Linked DNA regions of Cricetulus griseus: region 1 is linked to region 2. A link is a contact called in public Micro-C data. All regions are on one chromosome and are shown on one strand. The core of a region is the stretch at or near the end of the contact, and the rest is flanking DNA. Distances in the headings are between cores, read along the strand shown. Region 1 has its middle 58 kb from the start of Kiaa2012. Region 2 holds the start of Fzd7 (frizzled-7).

Region 1 (4,267 bases), core at 1,570-4,069, 100 kb after region 2:
AAGCAAATCTAGGGCTGGAGAGATGGCTCAGAGGTTAAGAGAACTGACTGTTCTTCCAGAGGTCCTGAGTTCAATTCCCAGAAACTACATGGTGGCTCACAACCATCTATAATGAGATCCGGTGCCCTCTTCAGGCGTGCAGGGATACATGCAGACAGAATGTTGTATACATAATAAATAAATCTTTTTAAAAAAGTAAAAAAAAAGAAGAAGAAGAAGAAGAAGAAGAAGAAGAAGAAGAAGAAGAAGAAGAAGAAGAAGAAGAAGAAGAAGCAAATCTAGGGGCTGGAGAGATAGCTCAGGGGTTAAGAGCACTGACTGTTCTTCCAGAGGTTGAGTTCAATTCCCAGCAATCACATGGTGGCTCACAACCATCTGTAATGTGATCTGGTGCCCTCTTCTGGCACACACTGTATGCATAATAAGTAAGTAAATCTTTAAAAAAAAAAAAAAGAAGAAGAAGCAAATCTAAATTTGAACATAAAAGCTTTGCCCCACTCATCAAGGAGTTTAGCCATCTCTATAGAGACTATGGGTCATAGCCAGTAATGCCATAGGTGTGTGCTTCTAATCTTCAATACACATGAGCTAAGTGTGTATGGATACGGTTCATGTGAAGTTCCTGAGACTTAGATCTGACGCTTTGACCCCCCCCCCCTCTCTGACTTTCACCATAGCAAACACTGAATCCAGAACCAATCTTCATGGAAATCTTTGTGAAACCTCCTCACCTTTGACTCAAGCAACAGAGAATCAGGTACAGTGTTGACTCTGAATGAGCACAATCCTGAAGTCCAGACTTGTCCGGGGTTCTTGTCCTGACTTGCTATGGGACCCTAAGTTGAGACTCTTATCTTTTGGGGACTCATGCATCTCATCAGTAAAATGAGCTAGAAAACTGTTATGTCACTGGGCTCCTTTACTCTCAGGCTTGGGATTTGGATTCCACTATGTGGTTCTTTGTGTGTGTGAAGAAGCAAGGTAGACTCTCTTCTGCAAAGTCAGAAAGGGAACAAGAACACAACAGCAATGAGCAGAAGGTTCACATTTTCCTTCCAAGTGGGGAGAGGGAATAGCGACTACGTTTGTTGTAGTTTGTTGTTTTTAAAGCATGAGGATAGAAGGTGGGGACATGGTAAAGACCCTGCCATGCAAGCATGAGGGACTGAGTTCAGATCCCCAGGCCCCACATCTGTAGTTGCAGCACTGTGGGAGCTAAGAAGACAGGCAGGTCTCTGGAGCTCATTGAGCAACCCACCTAGGTGAATGGATGACCTCCAGGTTCAGTGAGAGACCCTGTTTCAACAAATAACATGAAGATTAAAGAAAGACAGGCAGTGTCAACCCCTGACCTCCACGCACAGACACACAGGCACACACGCATATGAGTGCACACACGCAAGCACATACACACACACACACACACACACACACACACACACACACGCACACACACCCATGAACACATACACACTCAATAACACACACACAAGCTAGGGTAATTATGAACAAGGAAGGTGCTGATTTGGGTGGCTTGGGGATATCTAATGATTTGAGGAAATTTGTGCAGAAATATTGGTAAGTAGGTCTCTATCGGACACTCTGAAGGTGACACTCTCTTCAGAGCCTCTCAAGAGAAACAAGTGGGGAATTCCTAGAGCTGATTTCAGGGACTAGGAGACCTGAGGCTGACTCTGCCATCACTGCTCCAGGGGACTCAGGCCCCTCCCTGTCTACAGCCTGAGGGGCAGACTCTCCACTGCTCTCTTATCTCCAACTTCCTGCTGCTGCCACCGGCCTTTCCTCTCATCCTAGCACTTGGTAACAGTCAGAGCAGAAGTGAGTCTGTTTGCAGCTGAGCTCTCATGGTTAGAATGGCGCCAGACTTGAGTCAGGCCTCCACTAAAGTAAAGCACAGCTAGGTCACCTCTCTGCTACTGAGGAACCACAGAAACAACGTGTGTGTGTGTGTGTGTGTGTGTGTGTGTGTGTGTGTGTGTGTGTGTGTGTGTGTGTGTTTTAATGCCTCCATTGAAGACACTCCTCATAGGGGATCTGAAGACCTTAAGTAACAACAAGAGCAATAATAGAGAGCTATGACTAAGAATATAAAATACATTTTGGCTCCAAAGGCCACCGAAATACCCCCAGTACTCCAGCACAGTCCAAAGGCATGCAGCCCTATGGCTGTGCTGGACGAGGCCGATAGCACCTGCAAAGAGTGGCCCAGCCATGTCCAGTTAACAACTAAACTAAATGACAAATTTTGCAGTCAGACTGAACGTAGACCTTGGGTCTTAAGCTCCAACCCTGGTTCATCTGCAAGGCCTTAGCAAGTTCACAAACTCTGAAAATCTCTTTTACAAAACGGAGGAGGGGTTCTCTTCTGAGTTACTTGGTTTGTTAGTGTCACCATAGTCTTCCTTCCTTAAAAAGGAGTCCCGGACAGAGAAGCCATATGAAGGAGAAGCCATTTGAGGGAGCCCCTCAAGCTCCCAAGCCAAGAAAAATGAGGTGGAGGGTGCAGAGGGACTTCCTCTTGCCTCTCTCACCCCTCCCCCTTACTTCTTGAGGCCAGCAAGCGGCCCTTTATTAGGTTAATCACTGCCTCGGATTTTAACTACTTCCTCAACCTACTCCACATAAATGACTAATTTCATGTTTACTATAAAGCATCTGGGAAGGATTTAGAAACAAATTTCTACCCAGCCGACTTCGGTTTCCTACCTTGATGTGTCACCAGCCTAAGCCGTGGCTTCCCTGCCTCTGCTAGGGCCTTTCTCTGAAGCACAAAACTGGCAGCAGCAGCGATCAAGCCCTTCTCTTTCTTTTCCATTAAGCCCTCACTGACTCACCTCCTCCCTCCATCCTTCAGGGTCTGGCCGCACCATAAGATCACTCACACAAAATACTTTTCTTTTTTTTTTTTTTTTTTTAAGACATAGTGCTAGCTGAGAATCCCAAAGGTGGACCCTTCTAAAGGTGGAACCTTTTGGATACAGCCGACCTTGTGAGAAGTCTCAGGCCTGGACTGGGCAGCCAATTCCTGAGTATGAGAGAGAGAGAGAGAAAGCATCGAGTCCCCGGGATCTGGAGGCTGCCTCGGGCGCCCCCTCCCGGCAACTTTGAAAACTTGGCTCTGAGTCTTGACCAGCTGCCTCCCTAGGTCCAGCAGAAATGGTGAGGGGACGCTTGTCTCCCTGTACCATCACCAGGAAGAGACCCCGGGGTACCCCTTCCACACCTAGTCCGAGGTTCAGGGCCGCAGCGCCAAGTGCATCAGTTAAATGAGCGCCGCAGCTGCCATCAGCAACTTCCTTGGAGTTAGAGGAGAGGGTTAAGTCAGAGAAATAAGGGGAAGAAAACTACAAGGGGAGTGTGGAGATGAAAAGAGCAATGAAAAAAGAGAAAGGAGACAAGCAGACGTGTTTCAACTCCAAGCTCCCATTTCCCCTTTCAAATGAACGGCCTCCCCACTGCGAGCAGAATCAAGTATTTATGAAGGCATTTTTTGCATATTAATAGCTGCATGGGGATGGAGCCGCGCCAGCTCTGAAGTCCTAAAGGTATGGTGCCCTTTTTAAAATACAGGTCTTTCCAGCTCCTCACAGAATTTGGGTTTCTCCTTCAGATTTATTTCCCCTTCTGCCTTGTGGCTACTCCTGGGGCCCTACAACTGATTAAGAGAAATTAGTTCCCGGGTTGTCTCTGGAGACCAGTTGGACTCTTCCCTTCGAAGGTCGCTGACATCAATCGGGGGAGTGCTTTTCCTCTTCCCCAGGGCCTCTGTGGAGAGGCTTGAGGTTGGGTGAGGTGACCCGCACCTAAAAAGAATGTTAAAATTGTAAATGAAAGTCCCAGGAGGAGACATTAATGCATCTGTGTGTAGTGAGAGGAGAAAGTAAAACTAAAAAGAAAAAAATGCAATAATTTCATTAACTTTGATAGTACCATCTATCCTGGGTGAAGGTTGCATATCATTTCTAAAAGGAAAACATTGAGAGTTAGAAACATAAGGAAAAGACATAATTCACATTAAAAAATAGCAGTGGGCAAGTATGTAAGCTATAACCTAGTGGTAGTGTTTGTCTACCATAGGTCTAATCCTGAACACACACACACACACACACACACACACACACACACACACACACACACAGAGTCACATAGGCAACTAGGGGCTGGAGAAGTTGTTCCGCTAATTGAGGGCTAGCTTAGAATGCACATAGCCTTGTGTCTGATCCTTAGACCACATAAAACCAGGCAC
Region 2 (4,715 bases), core at 762-3,261:
GCTAACTGGGTTTGGTTGCATTTGAGGCAGCATTCTGTCCTGTCAGTTTTCATTTTATTTGACGTCAGTGCTTGGTATTCCTCCCTCGATAAGCAGAGATGAGTTAGGTCAGTGGCCTGATGAATAAACATGAAACTTTGATTCAAAATGGGAGGACACCCTGAACCCCATGGGGAGAAAAAAAGAATCCAAGCCCTGCCACCCACACTTTCAATGACAAAGCAAAATAGCTCCCAAGCTTTAAACATCTCCCAACAAATATCAACACAGCACAGTGGTAGGTAATAGGAATGATGATTTAGAATGCAGAAGATGAAGTCTTGAAGAAAGTACATTTTATAAAAGGAAATGTTGTCTATTCATCTTTATTGCTTTGAGGTAGATACTCTAAAGGGAAAAAAAAATCTGGTATGTAGGGTAAACTGATGCTAAGAAGGAAAGTGGTGATTTCTATTGCAGGCCAGATGGGGGGTGTCAATTGTCTGACACTCTGCCTTGTTCGGGGGACTCTGCTCTTTAGACCCACTAACGAGAGCACAAAAGAACTCCAGTGGAAGGAAAGATCTCAGCAAACCTCTGAGATAAAGTAAATAAAAGAAAATTACAAGAAGCCCAAGTCTGCTAGAAAAGGGAATCCAATTATCTTAGGTTTCAGAATCAGCTTTTTCCTAGATGGGGAAACTGTATCCTGGAGGCAATGACTCCTGCCAACATTCAACATTCAAACTGATCAAAAATCTCTCATATACCGGCAACCAACTGAGACAGGTAGAAAGTAGGACTCAGCCAGGAATGACGTTTTTTTGAAAGTAAGACTTCAGGGACGACAGAGAGATTCAACTTGTCACTTCCCTGCCCGGGAATTCATAATATTCATGATATTCCTTGCTGGCCCCTCTGAGAGAGCAGAGGTCCCTTAGTAACTTCCGACCGGTCCGGGACAGGCAGACAAGGCGCACGAGCGCCCAGTGCCTGGAGCAGGGTTAAGATTTGACCGAGGACAAAAGAACGCTTGCCAATCAGAAAAACGCTATCCCAGAAGGAAAATAACCCCTCTTTGTGTCTCAAAAGCCCTTTAATTAGCAAATGCCCTGGTTTCTAACGCGCTTTAAAACTTTTCTATGTAGATTCCAAATGCAAAGATCAAATGGTTGCTTCTGCAACGAAAACGGGACCCCCGAAGGCCACACAGGGCAACCGAAGGCGCTCAGTAAATCGTACGGAGAGTCCCGGGTACTCGGTCTCAGGTTGCTTTCATAAGCATTCCCCCAGCACTGCCTTAGCGTCCTCCAACCCCACCCCCAACCTCTCGGGCTCCCTACGCTCCCCACAGTGCGCGCGGGCGGGGTGGCTGGCTCTTGAGTCCCGCGCACCCCCAGCTCTGGGCCCTCTCCTCCGAGGGTCTGCACTTCCTCCCGCCACAAGTCCCCACCTCGGCCGACTCGGGTTTCTCCTTCCAGGAGGCCCCCTTCTTTGTAACTGGGGGGAGGGAGAGGGGATTGTGGTTTCATGTGGTCGTTTGGGTATGGGGAGAAAAGAGCGATCTTCAGTCGCAGCCCCTTCCCGACCCACACTGATGCTAACCAAAAGCCTCCCGCCCAAGCCAGCCAGGCTAACGTGACTCTGGGTCACGTCTCTCCGCCCAAGCGCTGCGCTATTCTCAGCGTCTCGCCGAAGCCTTTGGCGAATGCGCCCTTCTGCTCAGGAATGTGTGTTTTAGGGTATCCGGAAGAGGAACCAATCTTTCAAACAAATTCCCTTTCTGGTGCGTTCTTCTCCCCTGAGCAAATTCTGGGTAAAAGTTTCTCCTAACTTTTCTCTCCCAGTCCCCCGCCCCTCCCCTCAGGAATCCGCCCAGAGCGCTTCAGGCACCGCCTTCCTCGTTCCCTCGGCCGCCCCTTCCGACTTCCACCCAATCGGAAGGCGTCTACAGAGAAAACAAAGCGCGCTATTGGGCCTCCGGAGGGCTCGGGGCCCGCCCCCGGAGTGGTTTGTGAATGGGGGGAGGGGAGGGGGCGGGGCGGCCCGAAACCCTGCGAGCCCGACGCTTCTTCTAGCCACCAGCGCGGCTCCCAGGCGTTACTCTGCGCTCCTTCCCTGGCGGGCGGCGGCGGACGCGGGGACTCGCCGGCCGGGACTGAGCCGGCAGGAGAGGCCGAGAGCAGACAGGCCGCGGGTGCAGGAGCCTCGGCGCTTGGGATTCCGCGCAACTGGGTTTCCAAAAAGAACTCGCCCAGCTCTTAGCTCCTGGGGACCGATCGGACTCAAATTGAGAACCAGACGTTTGACTGAAACTTGGGGCCGACCTTCCCCGGGCTGAAGGAGGCTCGAGGTTCGGAGGAGGAGGAGGAGGAGGCGGCGGCCCGCGGGGCCTCGAGGCGAGAAGGCGGAGCTGCACCGCCGAGGCGGCGGCCGGGGCGAGCAGGCGGGGACGCGGGGCTCTGGTCTGGCGGAGGCCCTACCCGGTGTGGGGACGTGGGCATCGCCGTGCGCCCGGGGCTCGAGAGACTTGGGCAAACTTTGAAAGGTAACCGGAGACGCTTGGAGCCCGTCGCCCAAGAGAAAGCCGCACCGTTACGTCTCGGCGGGGAGGGTAAGGCGACACCCCACCCCCGATCCCCCAGCCCAGGCCCAGGAGTTTGAGCCCCCGGCGGCCGCGTGAGTGCCACGCGGAGGCGGCTGCGGCGCCCCCTCGACTGGCGGCCTCGCCCCCGCCGTGCAGGCACCTAGCGCCCTCGGCTCCGCGCCGCCCACGGCCCGGCCCCGGCGCCGGGAGGACTCTCATGCGCCGGGCGCGGCGGCGCCTCCCTGCATCCAAGCCGCTCCCCAGCGCCTCGTCTTTTTCCCCCAGCTGAGAACGCCACTGCACTCGCGGCCCGCGATGCGGGGCCCCGGCACTGCGGCGTCGCACTCGCCCCTGGGCCTGTGCGCCCTGCTGCTGGCGCTTCTGGGCGCGCTGCCTGCGGGCACCCGGGCTCAGCCGTACCACGGCGAGAAGGGCATCTCGGTACCGGACCACGGCTTCTGCCAGCCCATCTCCATCCCGTTGTGCACGGATATCGCCTACAACCAGACCATCTTGCCCAACCTGCTGGGCCACACGAACCAAGAGGACGCCGGCCTCGAGGTGCACCAGTTCTACCCGCTGGTGAAGGTGCAGTGTTCTCCCGAGCTGCGCTTCTTTTTATGCTCCATGTACGCGCCCGTATGCACGGTGCTCGACCAAGCCATTCCTCCGTGCCGCTCCCTGTGCGAGCGCGCCCGCCAAGGCTGCGAGGCTCTCATGAACAAGTTCGGCTTCCAGTGGCCTGAGCGGCTGCGTTGCGAGAACTTCCCGGTGCACGGCGCCGGCGAGATCTGCGTGGGCCAGAACACGTCTGACGGCTCCGGGGGCGCGGGCGGCAGTCCCACCGCCTACCCTACTGCTCCCTACCTGCCAGACCCGCCTTTCACTGCCATGCCCCCCTCAGATGGCAGAGGCCGGTGGTCTTTCCCCTTCTCGTGCCCGCGCCAGCTCAAAGTGCCCCCCTACCTGGGCTACCGCTTCCTAGGTGAGCGCGATTGCGGTGCCCCGTGTGAGCCCGGCCGTGCTAACGGCCTTATGTACTTTAAAGAGGAGGAGAGGCGTTTCGCCCGCCTCTGGGTGGGTGTGTGGTCGGTGCTGTGCTGCGCCTCGACGCTCTTCACGGTGCTCACCTACCTAGTGGACATGCGGCGCTTCAGCTACCCAGAGCGACCCATCATCTTCCTCTCGGGCTGCTACTTCATGGTGGCCGTGGCGCACGTGGCGGGCTTCCTGCTGGAGGACCGTGCCGTGTGCGTGGAGCGCTTCTCGGACGATGGCTACCGCACGGTGGCGCAGGGCACCAAGAAGGAGGGCTGCACCATCCTCTTCATGGTGCTTTACTTCTTCGGCATGGCCAGCTCCATCTGGTGGGTCATTCTGTCCCTCACTTGGTTCCTGGCAGCTGGCATGAAGTGGGGCCACGAGGCCATCGAGGCTAACTCGCAGTACTTTCATCTGGCCGCATGGGCTGTGCCGGCAGTCAAGACAATCACCATCTTGGCCATGGGCCAGGTGGACGGGGACCTTCTCAGTGGAGTGTGCTACGTGGGCCTGTCTAGTGTGGATGCGCTGCGGGGCTTCGTGCTTGCGCCCCTCTTCGTCTACCTCTTCATCGGTACGTCCTTCCTCCTGGCCGGCTTTGTGTCTCTCTTCCGCATTCGCACCATCATGAAGCACGACGGCACCAAGACCGAGAAACTGGAGAAGCTCATGGTGCGCATCGGCGTCTTCAGCGTGCTCTACACGGTGCCGGCCACCATCGTGCTGGCCTGCTACTTTTACGAGCAGGCCTTCCGCGAGCACTGGGAGCGCACCTGGCTCCTACAGACCTGCAAGAGCTACGCTGTGCCCTGCCCTCCGGGTCACTTCCCGCCCATGAGCCCCGACTTCACAGTCTTCATGATCAAGTACCTGATGACCATGATCGTGGGCATCACTACCGGCTTCTGGATCTGGTCTGGCAAGACCCTGCAGTCATGGCGTCGTTTCTACCACAGACTCAGCCACAGCAGCAAGGGGGAGACTGCGGTATGAGCCCCGGTCCTTCTCCCAACCTTGCCACTTCTCCCTCCTTGTAGGAGGAGAGGCATGGTAGGGAAAGAACTGCTGGGTGGGGACTTGTTTCTGTAGGCTACCCCCTCCTCCACTG

The links. Hi-C and Micro-C count contacts between places; a contact is called where the count stands out from the background.
Region 1: a Micro-C map of the CHO-K1 cell line shows a contact between it and region 2, with 2.9 times the contacts expected there. The contact joins the enhancer-like site here to the promoter of Fzd7 in region 2. A contact is called at or near these places in 3 of 8 Hi-C or Micro-C datasets (the CHO-K1 cell line and fibroblasts).

Annotation. Positions count from the first base shown.
Region 1 is chr2:413,854,977-413,859,243 of CriGri-PICRH-1.0, forward strand. No RefSeq gene overlaps it. Among named protein-coding and RNA genes, the nearest start is that of Kiaa2012, 58 kb to the left of the region's middle. Within about 2 kb of position 2,820, at least 2 of the 6 cell types and tissues checked have open chromatin away from gene starts, as enhancers often do. A contact at or near this core is called in the CHO-K1 cell line, where this site is marked.
Region 2 is chr2:413,754,799-413,759,513 of CriGri-PICRH-1.0, forward strand. It overlaps Fzd7 (frizzled-7), which reads left to right and starts at 2,012. Exons shown (of 1, transcript XM_027396992.2): 1 at 2,012-4,715. The coding sequence starts at 2,882. The coding sequence ends at 4,600.